Linked DNA regions of Mus musculus: all the other regions are linked to region 3. Evidence: chromatin contacts called from public ChIA-PET and promoter capture Hi-C data. All regions are on one chromosome and are shown on one strand. The core of a region is the stretch at or near the end of the contact, and the rest is flanking DNA. Distances in the headings are between cores, read along the strand shown. Region 1 has its middle 12 kb from the start of 4930568A12Rik. Region 2 holds the start of Amer3 (APC membrane recruitment 3). Region 3 holds the start of Fam168b (family with sequence similarity 168, member B).

Region 1 (2,700 bases), core at 186-2,685, 330 kb before region 3:
GGAAGTGGGCCCATGCTGAGGCATTCCTTCCTCCTGAGGGACCAGCCACACAACATGGTAGAGTATAGAATAGAGTTTATTCAGGGCCTGGGGAGGGGAATTGAGAGGGTAGTAGAGGCAGAGAAAGGCAGAGAGTGAGTGAGCGAGCGAGCGAGCGAGGGAGTGAGATAGAGAGAGAAGTAGAAGAGTAGAAGCCAGCCATGAGCATGTGGAGAGAGAGCGGGGAGGGGCGAGGAGACAGAGTGGGAGCAGGAAGGCAAGAGCAAGAGAGAGAGGAGGGGGCAAGCAGCCCCCTTGATAGTGAGTCAGGCATACCTGGCTAGTGCCAGGTAACTGTGGGGTGGAGCTTAGACATAAGTAATTCAGGCTTTTTAAGTGGAAATAATAATAATAATAATAATAATAATAACTATTATTATTATTATTATTATTATTATTATTATTATTATTATTATTATAGTGATAACACTCATTCTTCACTTAAGGCTTTATCCTAATTAATGAGTGACCATAAAGCTGTCGGTGATGAGTGTCTCTTTCTGCCCAGTGCTCTGGCTCCACTGCCAGAGAAATGAAAACACTACTTAAAATTCAAATTAAAGATCCCAAAATGGCTTAGAGGGCACACATAAGGGAAGAATAATTTGAAAAACATTTTTATTGGGTTGGTGTTGAGGCAGACCAGCGGCTCACATGTCTGGGTTCTAGCCTGGGAGGCATCTTGGAATCTGAAAGAAAAGAGGGAACTAGGCGGTGTGAGAAAGGATGGAACCAAGACATCAGACTGATCAAGGTTACTATTCGGAGACATGGGGTTATGAAGAAGGGGGAGGGGCCCATTCCCACCAAATCATCCTTGGAGTCCAGTTTCAGGCGACCACGTGTTGGCTCCAGAACAGCTAGGCGACAGGCAGTATCAGTGGGAGTGGCAGAACGACAGGGTGGCAGGCTTCACCCCCATGATCTTCTAGCGCTAACAGTCAAACCTGACCAGTCAGATTTCAGGCTGGGCGGGGGGGGGGGGGGGGGGGGGCGAGGTTACAGGTTTTAGTGGAATGGTTATAGTAGGTTGGTTTTTGTGGCTTGTTTTTAGTGGGTTGCTGATATAATTCTTGCTTAGTGCTCACCAGGACCCAGCACTCCCCAGCACACCAGACAATAGGACAGGAGGGAGGGTGAACGCCACACTTCTTGACTGTGGAACAGAAACCTTCCACCCCCAGGGCAGTGGTTCGCTCTCACTGGTCTTTTCTAAGCATGCCTCTCTCCACCAGCCCTGCCGCGGCTATGATTACCAGAGGAAACCAACCTTGTTCACCAGATCTACATGCCAGAACCTCGAACTCAAATTAACTTCCGTTCCCTAAAACCACCCTGCCACAGTTCCTGTGCCTCAGCCACAGGGCAAGCTGTCAGTTGTCAGCGTAGGAGTCCCAAATGCACAACAACTTGTTCTGTTTTGGTTCTGCCTTAAGGAGGGGGAGTAAGGGGTGGGGAAGAGGAGGAAGTGGGAAGGGGGTAGGGGAGAAGGAGGGAAGGAGGGAGAGAGGGAGGGAGGGAGAGAGGGAGGGAGAGGGAGAGAGGGAGAGGGAGAGAGGGGGAGGGACAGGGACAGGGACAGGGACAGGGACAGGGACAGGGACAGGGACAGGGACAGGGAGAGAGAGATGGGAAGAGTGTGCAGAGCTCATGATGAAGTTCTGGCCTTCCCTGACCTGGTCAAACAGTAGGAGCTTTCACCCTATAGGATCCCGTGAACCAACAGGGTGCAAGGGTGCACAGATAACCCTCAGCCACTGGAGGGCGCTGTTGATCAGCTCTATTGGCAGCCTCAGGCAGTGGGGGATTGAATCTCAGTCCCACCACCTGATTTATTCTAACCCCTAACGTGGGTCCCCAGCCACCTGTAGAGGGGTATATGGACCCTTGTTACCAGGTATGCAGCAGGCACAGTGAGGCATACTGTAGGAAAAAGCAGCAAGATTCCGTGTGGACTAATTCAACTGGAGTTTAGAGATAAAATTAGGGAAAAGGAAGGTCTGGCTGTATTAAAAATAGCTCAACCAGTAATATTGTTATGGAGTTTGTGACCCCTGGGAAAAGTCCATAGACTCAATCCAACTTTAATTAAAAGGTTTATTGATTAGCTGCTAACAGGACAAACCATCTCTGAGCCACATTTGAGCTTGCCAGGGCAGAGGGTTATGGGGAAGACTTTCAACGATCTGGGTATCTGCAAGTTACAGAAGCAAAAAATAAATAAATAAATAAATAAATAAATAAATAAAAAATAAAAAAATAAAAAAGCACTTAGTCATATCATAATAAGTAGATAGTGATGGCTATATATTTTTGGGTGGGGGGGGTCACTGAGTCGGGGTTACTGGGAACATAACTTCTAGGGACTGGGGTTTGAGAAAAACAGCTAATGAGAACCAAGATGGATGCCTAACACCAAATGGAGTTTCTTTAGCCATCACAACACTCCCCAATGTTAAGTGAAAAAGTGCCCATGGCTTAGCCCCATGACGACAGTTTTTGGATCTTCAGTTCGAGCTTACTGGATACAAAGAGTAATGGAGAATTACCTAGAAATGAAGCTGGATTTAAACAGTACAGCTTTTCTTGGGCTTCCTTACACCAGGGCTAATGTTTTGGTAATTGTGGAGTGACACTGCCCCCCCCACCCCCACCCCCCAC
Region 2 (2,700 bases), core at 90-2,589, 260 kb before region 3:
TGTGTGTGTGTGTGTGTGTGTGTGTGTGTTCGAGTGTGTGTTTGTGTGTGTGTGTGTGGTGGTGGGGAGTGTTGGGCAAAAAGAAGATCAGATGATCCTTGGTCAATTAGACCTACCAGACCTACTAAATGATGAGCTTCCCGTCCAGGGTTCAGCAAAAGACTCTCTCCAGAGACATTAACAAAGTAAAACCGTTGAGGCAGACACTCAACCTTTGGCCTCCACAGGCCTATGCCACGCATGCGCATGTGCACACATCCACACAGGGCACACACACACACACACCACACTTAGTGGGAGGTTTGTGTAGAAAGAAGATTCAACCGTGTAGCTCCCCTAGAAATGGGTCATCTCCCTGGCTGGCAGAGAGAAGTTTCAACTGGTTAAGGCTTGCCAAAGCACTGCAGATCAAAAGGTTGGAAAAACCTTGAGTGCGGGACTTTTTAGATGTAGGACAGAGAGGGAGCCTTCTGGCTCAAAGAAGTGCGTGGTCTTTGTCAGTCACCACCCCTCTTATTCCCTGGTTCTCAGCCTAATCCTAACTGGCTCCTTTGCAACTGCTCTTCAGCCTGCTCACACTTGTGACTAGCCCCTTGTTGAGATCAGCCTTTCCCAAACAGAAGCAGTTAGGCTTCCCATCCTTGGCTCCACCCCGGCAGGAGACAAGACCGCCTAAACGCTAGCGGAGTTTCTTTACCCTTTATCCCCACCTGCCAGCTCAGCCCTGGACACTGGACCAGCCTGGGGGGCCCTCGTCCTCAGTTCTGCGGGAGGGGTTCCCCAAATCGTTTCTGTTTGATCTTCAAGACTGCGGCAGGGGGATAGCATCAGCAGACCACACAGTAAGTGCGTGGAAAGGAAATGTCTCTTTTAATTTATGATTTTCTTCCTCCCCACATTGACTTGCTCATTCTTCCAAGCCTTAGAATCCTGAATCTTCAGTAAGACTGCTAGAGAGGCTGTGTGTGACATCGTCTTTTGGAAAGAGCTGGAGTCAGCGGGTCCTGGACCTGCGGGATTCAGGAGGGCGGGGGACCCACACCTGTAGTCTCCGGGTATACGGGGACCCCCGGACTGAGGACCAAAGGGGTTTAGGGATGCAAAACCCACAGCATTATGGGAGCAGCTAGGTGGGCAGAGGGAGAGAGCTAGAACAAAGCCAGCAATTCTGTGTGGCGGCGGCGCAGTGGCGGCTAAGTCTCCTCGCTCCTCCGCTACTCGCCAGCGTCCTCCGGTCACCGCCCTCCCAAGCGCGGCGGAGCCGAGGCTGGTGGTGCGCGCGGGTGCCCGGAGGCCCGCCCCCAACGGCGGCGCGGAACCTGGAGCTGGCCGTGGTGCTGACGCGAGGCTCGGGCGCGCACTCGTTCCTGGCTCGGGCACGGCCGCGCCCTGCGACACTCCCCAGCCCCGGCGGTAAGTGGCTGAGGCCCCGAGAGGCTGCGTTGGTCCCTGCCTCGCTGGTCCTCATCGGGAGCTAGGGGGGACCGGGAAATGTTTGAATGCATTCTCTGTGATGGGTGGGAGAGTGAAGGGGCCCTAGATGGGCACTGCCTCCACTCCGCGGCGCCCAGAGAGGATGCGCGGGGCCTGGAGCTGAGCTCAGTGACTGGGTTAGGTTTAGGTTAGGGAATGCGAAAAACCCTGTCACCGCGACGAGGGGTCTGGGGAAGAACAAGTAAGATTATAGTGGTCCATCTGTCCATTTGGCAGAGCTCTCTAGGAGGACGTGGGCCAGGACCCTCACCCATAGGGCCCATTGTCTCCCCAGTGTGGGAGTGGGTGGTTCTCGCTGCAGATTCTATTTCTGCTTTATTACCATCCCCACCCCCATCCCAGAACACGAGAGCTTTTCCATGTCACTTGGGCCTTCACCACACCAGCAACAAGGCACTCTGCCACAGAGACAAACTACTGCCCCCTAGCCTTTGCTACCTCCTCCCCAACACCAATGAAGTCGCTGGGCAAGGTACCTCATCTAGGGCTGCTCTTCTTTAAATATGACACCTCTTCATACTTAACAGCCCGCTGTGACCTGCTAGGGTTTGGGGGAGGGGAGGGGCGAGCATTTCAAATGCTAAAACTACAGGCCATGTGGTCACTTGTTTTTCTTCTTAATTTTGCTCTATAAGATTTTTTTCCATACTAAAAGAAAAGAAGGTACAGAATTACATTCGGGGGGGGGGAGGGGTTAGAAAATCCGAGATAACTGATCAAAAAATTGTCACTATATGGAAAAAATAGAGAGGTCGCTTCGTGAAGTGTTAATTTTGTAGTAAACTCCTGTCCTGGTGTGCTGAGAGTCAGAAGCAGACACGAACATCTCCATGATCGCCTTTCTGCTGATCTCTGATGTAGTTTCAGATTCACATTCCTTTCCCCCCATTCTCTCTTGTCCCAAGTTTCCACTTTCACCTGTAGCTCCTCACACTCCGTCCAGGGTCCTTGGGTCAGCTATGGCCTCCTGACTGATCTCCTGGCCTGTTCCCATTGCTCTTTCAGTCACCGCTGCATCCATGTTTATATGTCTCTTTTCCTTGGGGCCTTTTGCAGGGTGTGTCCACTGTCTAGAATGCACTTTCTGTGTCTCCTTGGTCTTCTGCTGTCTTTTAGGTTTTCACATCCTTGAAAGAGAATGGATTAAATAAGTGTCCTGCATGGGTTCTGAGCTCATGGAATGCAAAGGTTCATATTAGAGGTGAG
Region 3 (2,700 bases), core at 103-2,602:
TTCTTCTTCTCATCTCTGTCTAACATTAAAATGGACAGAAAGGCAGGTGTAGAGCTAGCCCAAACCAATCTGAGACTGGAGAAAAGTCCAGTAACAGCAGCCAGCGGTTTCCTCCTCCTTCCTGGGTTCCAGGCACTGGCCTTATACAGACGGTCACTTCCACCCTTAGGGGCAGGAGGTCAGGAGAAGGGCAATTCTATCAACCGCTTCTCAACACCTCCTAGGTGAATGCAGAGACAAGCAACTCAAAACCCTGAAGCCCCCGCCTACTAGACCTTAACTTTCATTTGGTTCTGGTTACAATTAATTTTAACACCCGTAAAGCTTTTCTCACATGTCAAAACATTCCAAAAATGCTGCACGAGTAAACTACAGACACTACCGAAAAAAAAAAAATGAGCCAGCTTTATACAAAGACTAAAGAAAGCAAGCCCTTCAACGATTTCCACCACAGTAGCTTCGGCATTAGGAAAGGTGGCCTAGATTTCTCAAATCTTGGCTGTCAAAGGGAAAACCACTCATTAGCCTTTGACCTACCGAAGTTTTAAAGGCCGTCCTAATTACTTGCACCAGAACTACTCTAATTTAAAATCTTGTCATACTACAGAAAATCATCTCATCTTACACAAGGCGAAGTGGAGAGTTTAAGGCATAGGAACTGCCCAAACCTTTTTTTCTTTTTTTAAATTTTTTTTAAATGTAAGGTGTGTATGCGCACATGTGAACCTTTTCACTAGCAAACCTCCTTGCACGCAGAACACTCCAAGATGTTTACGTGAGTGCTTAAAACAATCAGCTCAGACAATGCAGGAGATACCACGAGAGAGAACACCCAGCCGAGGACGCGCTGGCAGGTCGTCCTTCTCTTTTTTCAGATGAACCTGGGCCACGGCCCGGAACGTCCTTCCTTTGCTAAGGTACCCTCCGAAGCCCACGTTTTCCAGCGAGAGGGGGATCGCCGGGTCTGCGGCGGCCCCGCGACCTTCCCGCCCCGCCCCCCGGCCCGCCGCGGACAAAGCGGCGCCCCTGCTCCCCGCGCGGCCCGACCAGGCGCTGCACAAAGCGCCGCACTTCCGGCCCGCGCCCGCCCGCCCGCCCCGAGCTGCCGCCCCCATGCTTCCCGTACTCACGGTGGCCTGAGCCTCCGGGACCGGCGCGCGCCGGCCCGAGCCGGCACGGCGTGGGGCTCGGCGACGGGCAGTGCCCAGACGACGCTCGGTTGCGGCCGACCGCTAGGCCCGCGCTGCCTCCCGCCCGCCCGCCAGCCTCGCCGCGGCCCCCGCTCCCGCCGACGCTGCGCAGACACCGCAGCCCACGACCTCACTTCCGCCCGCCGCGCGCCAGCCGGGGGCGCGCCGGGCACGTGACGCAGCTGCGCGCGCGCGCCCCGAGAGGCTTGCGCGAGATGCCCGGATGCTAGGACGCGCGCCTAGACTGCGAGCCTCCGCTCAAGCTCCGGCTAAAACCGGGCTGCAAACATCCTTGTAGAAAGTAGTTATGGCCCGTTGTAAGCATTTCCCCTGTTTTGTCCTTGTTTGGTTTTGGACCAGGATGGCCTTGAATTTACAGCTCTTCCTGCATCTACCTCTAGAGTACTGGCCTTAAAGCGACAGCCACCGAGCACAGTCCTAAGATTTTATTTTTAATATGCGTGTAAGTGTGTAGCTGTGTGTGGGGTTGTTCACAAGAGTGCTGGCATGTGATCCTCTCTAGCTGGAGTTACAGGGGATTTCTAGCTTTCCTACGTGCGGTGGTGATGGAAACTTCTCTGAGCCATCTCTGGGATTCCCCACCCCCCTTTAAAAAGATGTATTCGTTTTGTGTGTGAGTGTTTCGCCTGCAAGAATGTGTGTTCACTGCCAAGTACCTGCTTAACGCCTACAGAGGTCAGAAGAGGGAGTTACAGATGTTTATGAACCATTCTGTGAATTGAACCCAGGTGCTCTATAAGAGCAAGCAGCAAACATAGCCTTTAACCCCAACATTTGGGACGCAGAGGCAGGGGGATCTCTAAGTTAGAGGCCAACTTGGTCTAAGGATTGATATCAGCCAAGGCTATGCAGAAAAATTCTGTCTAGAGAAGAAAAATAATCACTGAGGCATCTCTCCACCCTCTTTTCTTTTTGATCTTTCAGTTCCAAGGCCACCAAAAAGATTTTTACCCCGGTAAGCTTGCATCTGTCACAGAGCTAAGAAATAACAAGCACTTAGAGCAAGCCCCAAACCACACTGGCTTCACAAAACAGAAAAGTCAACATCAAGTATGCATGCTAGGAAATGTTTGGGAATAGAGAATAGTAAAAAAGGGGCAGTTAAGCTTCCTATCAGATATGAAAGCATATTTAAAGGCTGCAGCCGATAAGCTCACTAGTGCACAAATAATGAACCAATGGAATGTAATGGGAAATCCAGAAGTATACTAAAACAATTGGGAGAAGTTGACATCTAATAAAATATTTCATATCACTAGGTGCTATTATTTGGATCTTAAAGGTTCAAAAAAAAAATCTACATGTTGATGTCTTGGCTGCTAGCCTGAGAGCTGACACTGTGTATGCTACACAGACTCAGAGATTTGCCTGCCTCTGCCCTTAAGTGCTGGGATTAAGGACATGTGCCACCATGCCTGGCTTTTCCCACCATTTTTTTTCCACAGCAAACATGACTAGCTGAGGATGAAGAAGGATCACTAAATTATTG

Evidence for each region. Promoter capture Hi-C pulls out the DNA fragments that hold promoters and counts their contacts. ChIA-PET counts read pairs in DNA pulled down with a chosen protein or histone mark.
Region 1: an RNA polymerase II ChIA-PET map of effector CD8 T cells shows a contact between it and region 3, with 13 read pairs. The contact joins the enhancer-like site here to the promoter of Fam168b in region 3. A contact is called at or near these places in 1 of 484 Hi-C or Micro-C datasets (the HPC-7 cell line), 6 of 115 datasets of contacts at active chromatin or transcription factors (bone marrow-derived macrophages, effector CD8 T cells, large pre-B cells and 3 more) and 1 of 9 other capture datasets (liver).
Region 2: a promoter capture Hi-C map of neural stem cells shows a contact between it and region 3. The contact joins the promoter of Amer3 here to the promoter of Fam168b in region 3. A contact is called at or near these places in 3 of 39 promoter capture datasets (cranial neural crest, embryonic stem cells and neural stem cells), 3 of 484 Hi-C or Micro-C datasets (all in embryonic stem cells) and 1 of 9 other capture datasets (pancreatic islet).

The regions. Positions count from the first base shown.
Region 1 is chr1:34,509,461-34,512,160 of GRCm38.p6, forward strand. No RefSeq gene overlaps it. Among named protein-coding and RNA genes, the nearest start is that of 4930568A12Rik, 12 kb to the left of the region's middle. Within about 2 kb of position 1,436, at least 102 of the 459 cell types and tissues checked have an H3K27ac peak or open chromatin away from gene starts, as enhancers often do. A contact at or near this core is called in the HPC-7 cell line, effector CD8 T cells, memory CD8 T cells and 2 more, where this site is marked.
Region 2 is chr1:34,578,354-34,581,053 of GRCm38.p6, forward strand. It overlaps Amer3 (APC membrane recruitment 3), which reads left to right and starts at 1,340. Exons shown (of 2, transcript NM_213727.2): 1 at 1,340-1,413.
Region 3 is chr1:34,841,698-34,844,397 of GRCm38.p6, forward strand. It overlaps Fam168b (family with sequence similarity 168, member B), which reads right to left and starts at 1,353. Exons shown (of 7, transcript NM_174997.2): 1 at 1,131-1,353.